Linked DNA regions of Mus musculus: all the other regions are linked to region 1. Evidence: chromatin contacts called from public HiChIP or PLAC-seq data. All regions are on one chromosome and are shown on one strand. Each heading gives the region's core, a stretch centred on a gene start, on an enhancer-like site or on the middle of the called end of the contact. The rest is flanking DNA. Distances are from core to core; before and after follow the strand shown.

The links. HiChIP or PLAC-seq counts read pairs in DNA pulled down with a chosen protein or histone mark.
Region 2: a contact with region 1 is called in an H3K4me3 HiChIP or PLAC-seq map of the SCID.adh cell line, with 8 read pairs. The contact joins the enhancer-like site here to the promoter of Cry2 in region 1. A contact is called at or near these places in 4 of 39 promoter capture datasets (the 3T3-L1 cell line, the HPC-7 cell line, pre-B cells and 1 more), 4 of 115 datasets of contacts at active chromatin or transcription factors (the SCID.adh cell line, differentiating embryonic stem cells, embryonic forebrain and 1 more) and 3 of 9 other capture datasets (adipose tissue, embryonic stem cells and liver).
Region 3: a contact with region 1 is called in an H3K27ac HiChIP or PLAC-seq map of microglia, with 7 times the contacts expected there. The contact joins the promoter of Prdm11 here to the promoter of Cry2 in region 1. A contact is called at or near these places in 3 of 39 promoter capture datasets (the 3T3-L1 cell line, the C10 cell line and stem cell-derived epiblast-like cells), 1 of 484 Hi-C or Micro-C datasets (embryonic stem cells) and 2 of 115 datasets of contacts at active chromatin or transcription factors (astrocytes and microglia).

Annotation. Positions count from the first base shown.
Region 1 is chr2:92,432,673-92,435,745 of GRCm38.p6, reverse strand. It overlaps Cry2 (cryptochrome 2 (photolyase-like)), which reads left to right and starts at 1,677. Exons shown (of 12, transcript NM_009963.4): 1 at 1,677-1,934. The coding sequence starts at 1,723.
Region 2 is chr2:91,790,259-91,793,331 of GRCm38.p6, reverse strand. The region is part of intron 7 of Ambra1 (autophagy/beclin 1 regulator 1); the gene reads right to left. Among named protein-coding and RNA genes, the nearest start is that of Ambra1, 62 kb to the right of the region's middle. Within about 2 kb of position 1,396, at least 12 of the 459 cell types and tissues checked have an H3K27ac peak or open chromatin away from gene starts, as enhancers often do. A contact at or near this core is called in the SCID.adh cell line, where this site is marked.
Region 3 is chr2:93,044,494-93,047,566 of GRCm38.p6, reverse strand. It overlaps Prdm11 (PR domain containing 11), which reads left to right and starts at 1,402. Exons shown (of 8, transcript NM_001368848.1): 1 at 1,402-1,588.

The DNA of each region.
Region 1 (3,073 bases), core at 428-2,927:
TCCTTGCAGAGAACCTGACTTGGGGGTACTTCTCAGCACCCACAACAGGAGGCTGGTAACAGCCTTGTAACTCCAACCCCCAGAAACACTCTATTCAGGAGTCCACTAGACACTTGCCGTCACTCCTACACAGACACACAGCTAAACATGAGATTAAAAATAATGAAAAAAACCCAAGTGTTTAAAGAAAAGCATAGGGAATATCAGTTCACTCATCAAGTACTTGCAGAAGAGATTCAAAGGAGAGAGTCGGGCAGAGACTTGGATGACTTTAAGGCTCTGGCCAATGCAAGCCTCTTATGTTTGATTCATATGATCCTTCGGTACCAAGTACTGAGCTAGATTATAGTCTGATGGAGCTGACATACAATAGCTAAACAATCCCAGTACTATGTACTAAAACCGGAGGGTGGGGGGAAGACACCAAATGAGGTGAGCCCCTGTGCAGGTTGGGCCCAGGAAACTGGAAAATAACAGCTGTCACAGGGAAAACAGGAGGCACGAGGGTGTGGGCTGGGGCATGTGATGTGAGAGAACAGCATGTCCAAAGCGCTGGAAATGAGAGGCTCGTAATGACGCTGTAGTCAGAGAGTGGTGCCAATTAATGCCATTAAATTGCTGACTAAATTCTAGATTCTTTCATTGCTCATTCCCAAGATGGGGAAGGTGACTACCCATAGGATCAACACAAGGACAAATCGGAACAGTTCTCTGCTGGATAGCTCCAGCCCTCCATCCCAACTAGCCCATCTTAGCCCAAGTGCAACGGTTGCTGCACTTGTTCAATCAGCAAACTCTGCCAGAATCTCCAAAGAATCAAAGGATTCCCAAAGGAGACAGGAGAATATTGCCCTGCACATCTCTGATTCCCACATAGAATCCAGTTCAGAGTTTTGTGCAAAATAACTGCACTGTGTCTGCTAAACAGAACGTAAAAGAAATGAATTCATTTGAGGGCATAATTACTGCCTCAACCCACGTCCTCTGAAACCTTTGTCCTTTCTCCCAAACCCACTCCTGCCGCATAAAAGGGCGTCTCCTTTATCCTTATGCCTTTCTGTATGCAAATACCAAGATTCTCTGCGAGGAAGTGGATTTTGAAATCGGAAGATTCTGAGTGGAATCTTACTGGATTCATGGTATTGCGCAAGTCATTCAAACTGGGGCGCCCTAAGCTTACTTCATCTGCAGAGTAAGACTAACAAGCATCTGTTTTATTCGTGTTTATGAAATGAACGTTACCAGGATGAGATGAAAATAGAAAATAGGACAGTTTGTGTAAGGCAATCACCGCTCAGCCTCACATATGAACAGGACAATGAACTGTTAGAAAGGGCCCGGTAACAGGTCTGTCAGCCACCGGCCGGAGTCACCGCAACCCCTGTCTTTCCCGGGGACGCGAAATGCGTAGGAGATCCGAGGTCCCTCCAGACTCAGCCCACGCGGGGCGGACGCAGCGCGGTCCTGCGTCACCGGCGGGTGGCTACCAAGCGGGACCACACATGGTGGGAACGTGAGGGGGCGGAGCCTGCGCCGACGCTGCTGACCAATGGAACAGAGGGAGGGTCCCACCGGGTCTCACCCAATCACAGAGGCGATCCAGACTCCTTGGGGCGGAGTCATGCCAGGGAGAGGCTGCATCATAGGTCGCTGGGCGGGCGCTGGGCGGGACCAACGGGGCGGTCGGGCGGAGCGGCAGACCGAGACCCAGTCCAGGCGGCGATGGCGGCGGCTGCTGTGGTGGCAGCGACGGTCCCCGCGCAATCGATGGGCGCGGACGGCGCGTCCTCGGTGCACTGGTTCCGCAAAGGACTACGGCTCCACGACAACCCCGCGCTGCTAGCTGCCGTGCGCGGGGCGCGCTGTGTGCGCTGCGTCTACATCCTCGACCCGTGGTTCGCGGCCTCCTCGTCTGTGGGCATCAACCGATGGAGGTGAGGGGACCCTATGCTGCGGGGTGGCAACACCAAGCGGACTCCCCTGGGCCCAGGAACTCCAGCCTGCGGCCACTCTGACACAGCGTTTTTGCCCAGTGTGGCCCGCTCTGAACTCCTGGGAGGCCTGGGGGACAGAGGTCCCTCTATGCTGACGAGACTCTCGTCAAAAACGCGAAGTCAACCTGAGGGAGGATCTGCAGCCAGTCCCTGGAAGAATGGGGACTGGGCTTTTAGGGGTGTGCTGTGGGAGCGGAGAAAAGCTTCTTCAAGAGAAGTAGCCCCTCGTGGACCCCCCCCCCCCAAGGGCTTCCCTAAGCCTCGGATTTGTTTGACTCTCCCCCACGCCTCTTTTCCCATCCCGCGTAACCTCTCTTCACAGACAAACGTGGTGGTGATCAGGGAACCTAGCTTAGCATTAGCCGGTTTTAAAAAGACCCCAAGGGCATCATCGGGTAATGGCACTTTTGTGTTCTTGACGCATTTTTTTTAAAAAACATTGATTGGGAAAGGACATGCATGGCATGGCAGTGTATAGAGTTAAAAGGACGACTTGCAGGTTCTCACTCACCATACGGTTCCAGGGTGGAAAGCCGGGTGCCTTTACCCAATGAGCAATCTCTCAGGAGGTCCCCTAACCCATCTGAGAGGATCCCTGTGTAGTTATAACGTTGCTAGAAAGATATTCAAAGAGGGTTGCATCACCCGTCAGCTCTTCCGCCTGTTGTCATGAAGTGTTTTTTAGGAGAGCTGGGCCATTACAGATGAGACTTTTAGGAGCTGATGTGGAAAAACAAGAACACAATATGAAGATTCGGTGATAACTCCCAGGAGGCTGAACCCTTTCCCAGCATGCTGTGACATAATAAATCGGCATCTGATGTATTTTCTCTGTAACCAGTCTTCAGAAACAAGACGTTTTGATACACCATGTTCCCATCACTGTCTAAAGGCCTCCCTGCAGTAGCTTGGTTTGTTTGCATTGTTATGAGAGGTGTTTGCTTATGGCCTTGTTGCACAGATGAGTGAGGTAGTTCCCAGGAGACCGTGGCTCTCAGCGTCCACTCTTTCCTCTCCAAGAGGGGTTTGCCCTGCTAGGAGAGCAAGTGTTCCTAGTAGCACGCCTACTAAATGCCCCT
Region 2 (3,073 bases), core at 147-2,646, 640 kb after region 1:
GCTAGTTTTTCACATCTTTATTACTAAACTAAAGATTTAAAAATGCTTGACTAAGGCCAGTCATTAAAAAGTAATAGCCACTGGGTGGCACCTTTAGTCCCAGTACTCAGGAGACAGAGGCAAGGGGATTATTATGAGTTCCAGGACAGCCAGAGCCACACAAAGAAACCCTGTCTTTAAAAGTTAATAAAACAAGACAAAACAAAAACAAAACAATTCAGAACAAGGCCAAAATAAATGAGAGGGGGAAAAAAAAAGAGTAACAACCAAGACTGGAGAAGTAGTTCAGCAGTTAAGAGCACTTCATGCTCTTCTAGAGGACCTGAGTTTCATTCCTGCATGGTGGTTTGCAACTATCTATAACTGTAGTTCCAGGGGATCCAATACTCTCTTAAGGCCTCCAGGCATGCACATGGTGCACAGTTATACTTGCCAGGTAAACACCCATATACATAAAATACTGTGATAAAACATCTTTTAAATAGCAGGCTTTGACTTGACCTTCACATAGTTAAAATACTATATAATGAGAAGTAAAATCTTTAGGCCCAAACCAGAAAGGCAAGGAGAGGAAGCAAATAGAGCCTTACAAGAGATGTAAAAGAAAGCAGGGTAGGCTGGGTTTTATTAGCCATCACAGGGTCAGCTTTTCCAGCTCACATCCTCATGTAACAAGTTAGTCCTTGACCTAACACAGAGCTGGGAGTACAGGCCATTTTTTTTTTTTTTTTTTTTTTTTTTTTTGGTATCTGGGGTTCTGAGGGCTTCTCTTGGTGGCAGCTGACTTTGGCAATCTGCCTCCTGGATGTTCTACTTGCCCTTCCACCCTGTTCTTGATTAGCAACCACATAAATCCGGACTCAGCACCTGAGAATCCACTGGAATAACTTCTCTACCATTTCCCTCTGTCTAGACAACATGAAATTGTCATAAGAGACACCTAAAGTACAATTAGTAGAGAAACTGCAATTTCCACTCTCCTCCTCCGTTCCCCAAAAGAACTGCACATTAACGTCCTCCACCATGTCAATCATACAACCCTGATGAAGATTAACTCTGAGGAGTCTGGAAGCCATTTCATTTCCAGCTTGCTAAAAATTTTATAGTCCCCACTATAATTAGAACATGTAAATTGCTTTCTTTTTACTAGCACTAATGGCTATAATTGAAGTGATCTGAATGTCTACTGAATGGATACCTGTGTAAAAAAAAAAAAAAACTTCATAAATACCACTTTATCCAGCTGCATTTTATTTAAGAAAATCACAAACAAAAGAGAAAAGACAAAGTGGGGGCAATGAAAGGCATGAAGCCACCAGAGCTCTGGCTTCTGTAACTACCCTAAGAAGATACTTTGAAGCCACTGCCAGTTCCTTTCAAGATGCCTCAGTAAGAGAGCAGACAGATCAAAGGACAACAAGCCATGAAACACTTTATCAGTGTTTTCTGGAGGAGGGTTCCCCAGGGGACACTTGACGATTTCTGTAGACATTTTTGGTAGTCGCAACTGGTTTGGGGGAGTGTTACTTATGTAACAGCAGGAGTACTACTAAACACCCTTCAAAGACTGAGACAGCCTCCCACAGTGAAGGGTTATCTAACCCAAATGGCAAGACTGCTGTTGTTGCTAAACCTCTTTGACATATTTTAATGGTCTGAGTTTAAGCAACAGAAATTCTAAACAACAAAAATGGGTAGAAATCTGGGATCCAAGTTTCAGAATTAGGCAGATTGCAGCTTAAGCTCTATCTTGTATCACCACCTCTTAGGCTATGCAACCTAAGAATTTATTCTTAGTTTCCACATTTGATGGGAAATCCCCATCTCATAAATTTTTATGATGAAATAAGAACACATGTAAGGCTGGAATGTAGCTCAGAAATAGAGTGTGGTTGAGTCTAGCATGAACGGAGGCCCTGGATTTAATGTCCAACATAAACCAACCAACAAACAATACTAAGCAAACATGAATGTGTAGTCCAATATTCAGCCAATTTTTTTAGTTCTTTGGATTATAAATATATATATATATATATCAGGAATATAAAATGTCCTGCTTATTCAACTCATAATGTCTAAAAGGGGTTTGGTCAGAAATATATTTTGAAGATTAATACTATAAAGGTTAAATATAGGAACATAAACCATAAGAATCACACATACCACATCCAAATAAAGTTTTGTAATAACAGTCCATCCAGCCACTAATATACACTATAAATACCAAGTTCTTGCTATTGGAGTATCCCTTAGGACCAGAAATGTTCCTAATTTTGGAGGTTTGAAGATTTAGGAATATTTGCATAGATTATGGATTGAAGAATCTCACATCTGAGAATTTGGGAAGCAGAGGCAAGGAGAGCTCTTGAGTTCAAGGCCAAGAAGGTCTACAGGGAGAATCCCAATACAGTCAGGGCTACACAGAGTACCACTGTTTCAACCCCTCTCTCCAAATTTCAAATCTTAATTATGAAATTTTTGCCATTTTTGTTTTTGTTTTTTTTTCCTGAGACACAAGTTTCCCTAGTTAGTTCAAGTTGACCGTTGGCTCAAGATCCTCCAGGATTCTCCAAAAATACATTGAAACAAACAAATATGGTGGCAAATACATATCTATAATCACAAAAAAACTGTGGACAAAGAAGAAAGCTAGCTAGAGACAGTGGCCCAGAGAAGGCACTTCAGAGTATCTGAAAGTGACCCAGGACTCAGTACTAAATGCACACAGTTAGGTGGAGATTTAAGATGCTAGTGAGATGTGAGATGCATACAGAAAACTTGTGTGAGAAATGTGACATGAACTCCCTAATCTTTTCTACAGCCTGGTTACTTGAGCTACAAACGTTCCTCCTGCCCCAGTGTATTCTTTTCTAGTAAACTGTCTTTCTTTTTGCTACTATCCACCTGTTTCTCTCCAAATCCAGTTCTAAGACAGTGAACCAGGATCTCATTCAAAGGTGCCTCTCAAACCAAAGCTGCTGGTAAATAATATCCTAAATAACCAAGACTCGGTGCAATCCTATCGAAATCGAAACTCCCCACTCTTTTTTAAAAAAGAAACAAAAGAGTCTGA
Region 3 (3,073 bases), core at 153-2,652, 610 kb before region 1:
GCTAATTCCTCAGCCTCTCTTCCTGAGCCTGCCCTCTCCCAGGTGTTAGTTAGAACTTGAGGTAGTCCTACAGACTTCTGACTGGGCTGGAGCCACAATGGGATACACAGATCCAGGTCTTCATCCATATCCCACACACGACCCGGTGCTTCAGAAAGCTACACTGTGGACACACAGCAAGCACCTAGCCATTTCCATAGCATTACAGCTGCTTCTGGGCTCTTTACATACACCCTCAGGGCTCACCCTAGAGCTGGCAGCTGGACCTTTACAGCTTTGCAAGAAGAGGAAACAGGGTCATAGCTACAGACACTCAAGGTCATACTGCAAGTGACAGACAAGGGAGCCGAAGAAGCGTTTATGTTACCAAGGTCAAGAGAAATAAGAGAAGTTGCCTCCTGTCCCAGCCCCCATCAGGTCTCCTAAGCAAAGCATCCTCAGGAGTACTTGACCTTGGAAAGCCCTCTGGGATCGCCCTGGTGGAAGCTCCTTTCCCTGGGTAATCGGCTCCCCTGAGGTGACACCTTCTTGGGACTATCTGGACCTTCCTGGACTACCTGGCACTGGGCAGGCCTTCCAAGATCTCTTACTCAGGTAGAATCCTTTTTGGCAACTTCCAGCCTAAGGTGAGGCCCTCCTTCGGCCAGGGAACCCACCCTGCAGCAGCCTCCCCTTGGGGTCATTACAAAGAAGGGCTTGGGGTAGGGTTGTTCTGGTTCCCTCTGACCACTCACACTTCCTTTAAACACCCCAGCCTTACTACATCCCTTCACTATCTTTCTTGCTGGGTGCCATTTTGCAGATGGATACAATGAGGCACTAGGCAAGTTAAGTTAGGACACAGTCCCGTTCCAGCTTTGTATTCAGATTTGGTACTGTACTTTGATCTGAACAGCAAGTGACACTCACCCTTTAGTCCCCACGTAAATAGTTAATTTTTCTCACAGGCCCCAGGGCCCTTTTCCCTTGGTGTTCTATGGGACGCATGTTACCCAACTTCAGTTGATACTTCCAAACGGCTGAGCAACCAAAGGGTTAAAGGGGCCCGGAAGAGGACCCTGTAAGGGTTAAAATTATAAACGCATTTATCGCCCTCTGACTATTTATTGGGTTGTAGACCGACAACGTCGAAGCCGGGCAGAGCCAGGAGGCACCCTCGGATGGGCTTGCGCAAACGCCACAACTTTCTAGCACGACCCCCAGAAAGTATCCCAGGCACAAAGTTGGCGCAGCCCGCTCCTCCTCCGCAGCGTCGCCCTCCCCGTGGGGCGCGCGGCGGGGACGCGCGAGCTCCCGCGCGGGGCCGGCTCGGGGGACGCGGGGCTCAGCGAGGCTCGGCTCCGGCCCCCTGAATTGGGGGGTCCGCGTCTGCCCCAAACGCCGCTTTCTTCCGTTTTCCATGTCATTTCCTGTACTAATAAGATGGTGGTCAAAGCAGGGGAGGAGAGCAGCAGCGAGTCGCCGCCGCGCTGCCGCTGGCGCTGAAACTTTGCCCGGCCGGGGACCCCGCGCGCGGCCGCCCCGTCCCGCCGCGTCCCGCCGCCCCGGCCCCGGCCCGGCTCGCCGCCCCGCGTGGGAGCCCGCGAAGGTGAGTGGGCCCGGTGGCCACCGTGGCCATGAACGTGAACATGGCTTCGGAAGACGCTGGGCGGCTCGCCAACCGGCGCGGGGGCCGCGGCGAAGAGCGCGCGGGGACACTGGGGAGCGGGGGCGCAGGCAGGCGACGGGGCACGGACCGGAGCACCGGAAGCGGGGCGGGTCTCAAGGTGGCCCGGGCCCGCAGGTCGTCGCCACCGCCCGACGCGGGCCTCGGGCGGCCCAGCCTCCGCCTCCTTCCTCCGCGCACTCGCCCGCCTTGTTCCACTGTAGCCTTTTCCTCGGCTCCGCCGCGCGCTGACGGACGCGGCCGCCGGCCAATGGGAGCGGCTGTTCGGGCCCGGCGTTCGCAAAGAGAGCGCGTAGACAGGGGGCAGGGCGGGGCGAGGGCGGGATGCAGCCGCTGGCCTAGTTGCAGGGACCCGGTCGCCGGTGCTTCGGGGCCGGGCTGGGGGGCTTAGGGACCGCATGCCTCTCTGTGACCTGCCGCGGGCCTGGGGCGGCAGAGGGAGGGCGTGCCTTTTATCTATTTTAAGTCTTGGTTGCAGCACGGACTCTTCGGGAATTCGCCCCTGAGTGTCGTCTCCACCCCCCACCTCCTCATTCCCGGTCCCCAAGGTACTATGTGATGCAGAAACTGCAGAAACTTGGTGGCCAATGACCTTCCTCTGTCAAGGCCAGCGTGCCCTAGGCAAGTCGCTGCAGGGACTACTGAGCAGCCTTGGGCTAATAAGGCAAAAAGTTGCTAGTGTCTTGAGCCCATCTGAGTTGGAGCTCAGACCCTTAGAATCAGTTGATGACCTAGAGAAGGAAAGTCTGTCTTTTGTTTTTTTTGACCATGGCTTCGTGTGGAGGACAGCCGTGGTCTGTGATTAAGAGTGATCAGAAAGAAGCACGCCCAGTCCTTTGTGCGTGGGGACTGCGAGCAGTGAAGGGAGCCTTCTTTTCATCTTGAGAACCCTATAAACTTTGGGAGTTTTGTCTATCTGAAGCAGAATAGTTTTCCATGAAGTGTGATTCCCGTGGCACCCCTGTCCCCCGAAGAGGAAGGCAGGGACTTTCCTAGGTCTTGGTTGATGGTGTAGGGTGTATGGGTCAGAAGTCCCATATCCCCCTCATCCCTGGGGAGCGGAGTATGGTCTCTGCTGGGAACCTTCTGGGCATATGGCCCAGACCCCCTGGTTTATTTAGTTTCTTGGAAAGGACATCTTCAGGATCCTTCCCACGGGGCTTTGGATTTTGCAGGGCTGTAGTTGATCTCTTCAAGGGGATTCTCCTTCCCTGCAGTGGGTCCAGTACAGCCTGTGTGGGAGTCAGCTGGGAGAGCATTGAGATAGGATCAATTAAGTACCTGGCCCAGGGTCAGACTCCTGGTTTCAGAATCTAGAGCTGTGATCCTGGGCGATGCTCTGTGAACCATTTTGGGAATCACGATTGCCAGACCCCAGCCTGCTCCACCCAGCCCCTAACTAACAGT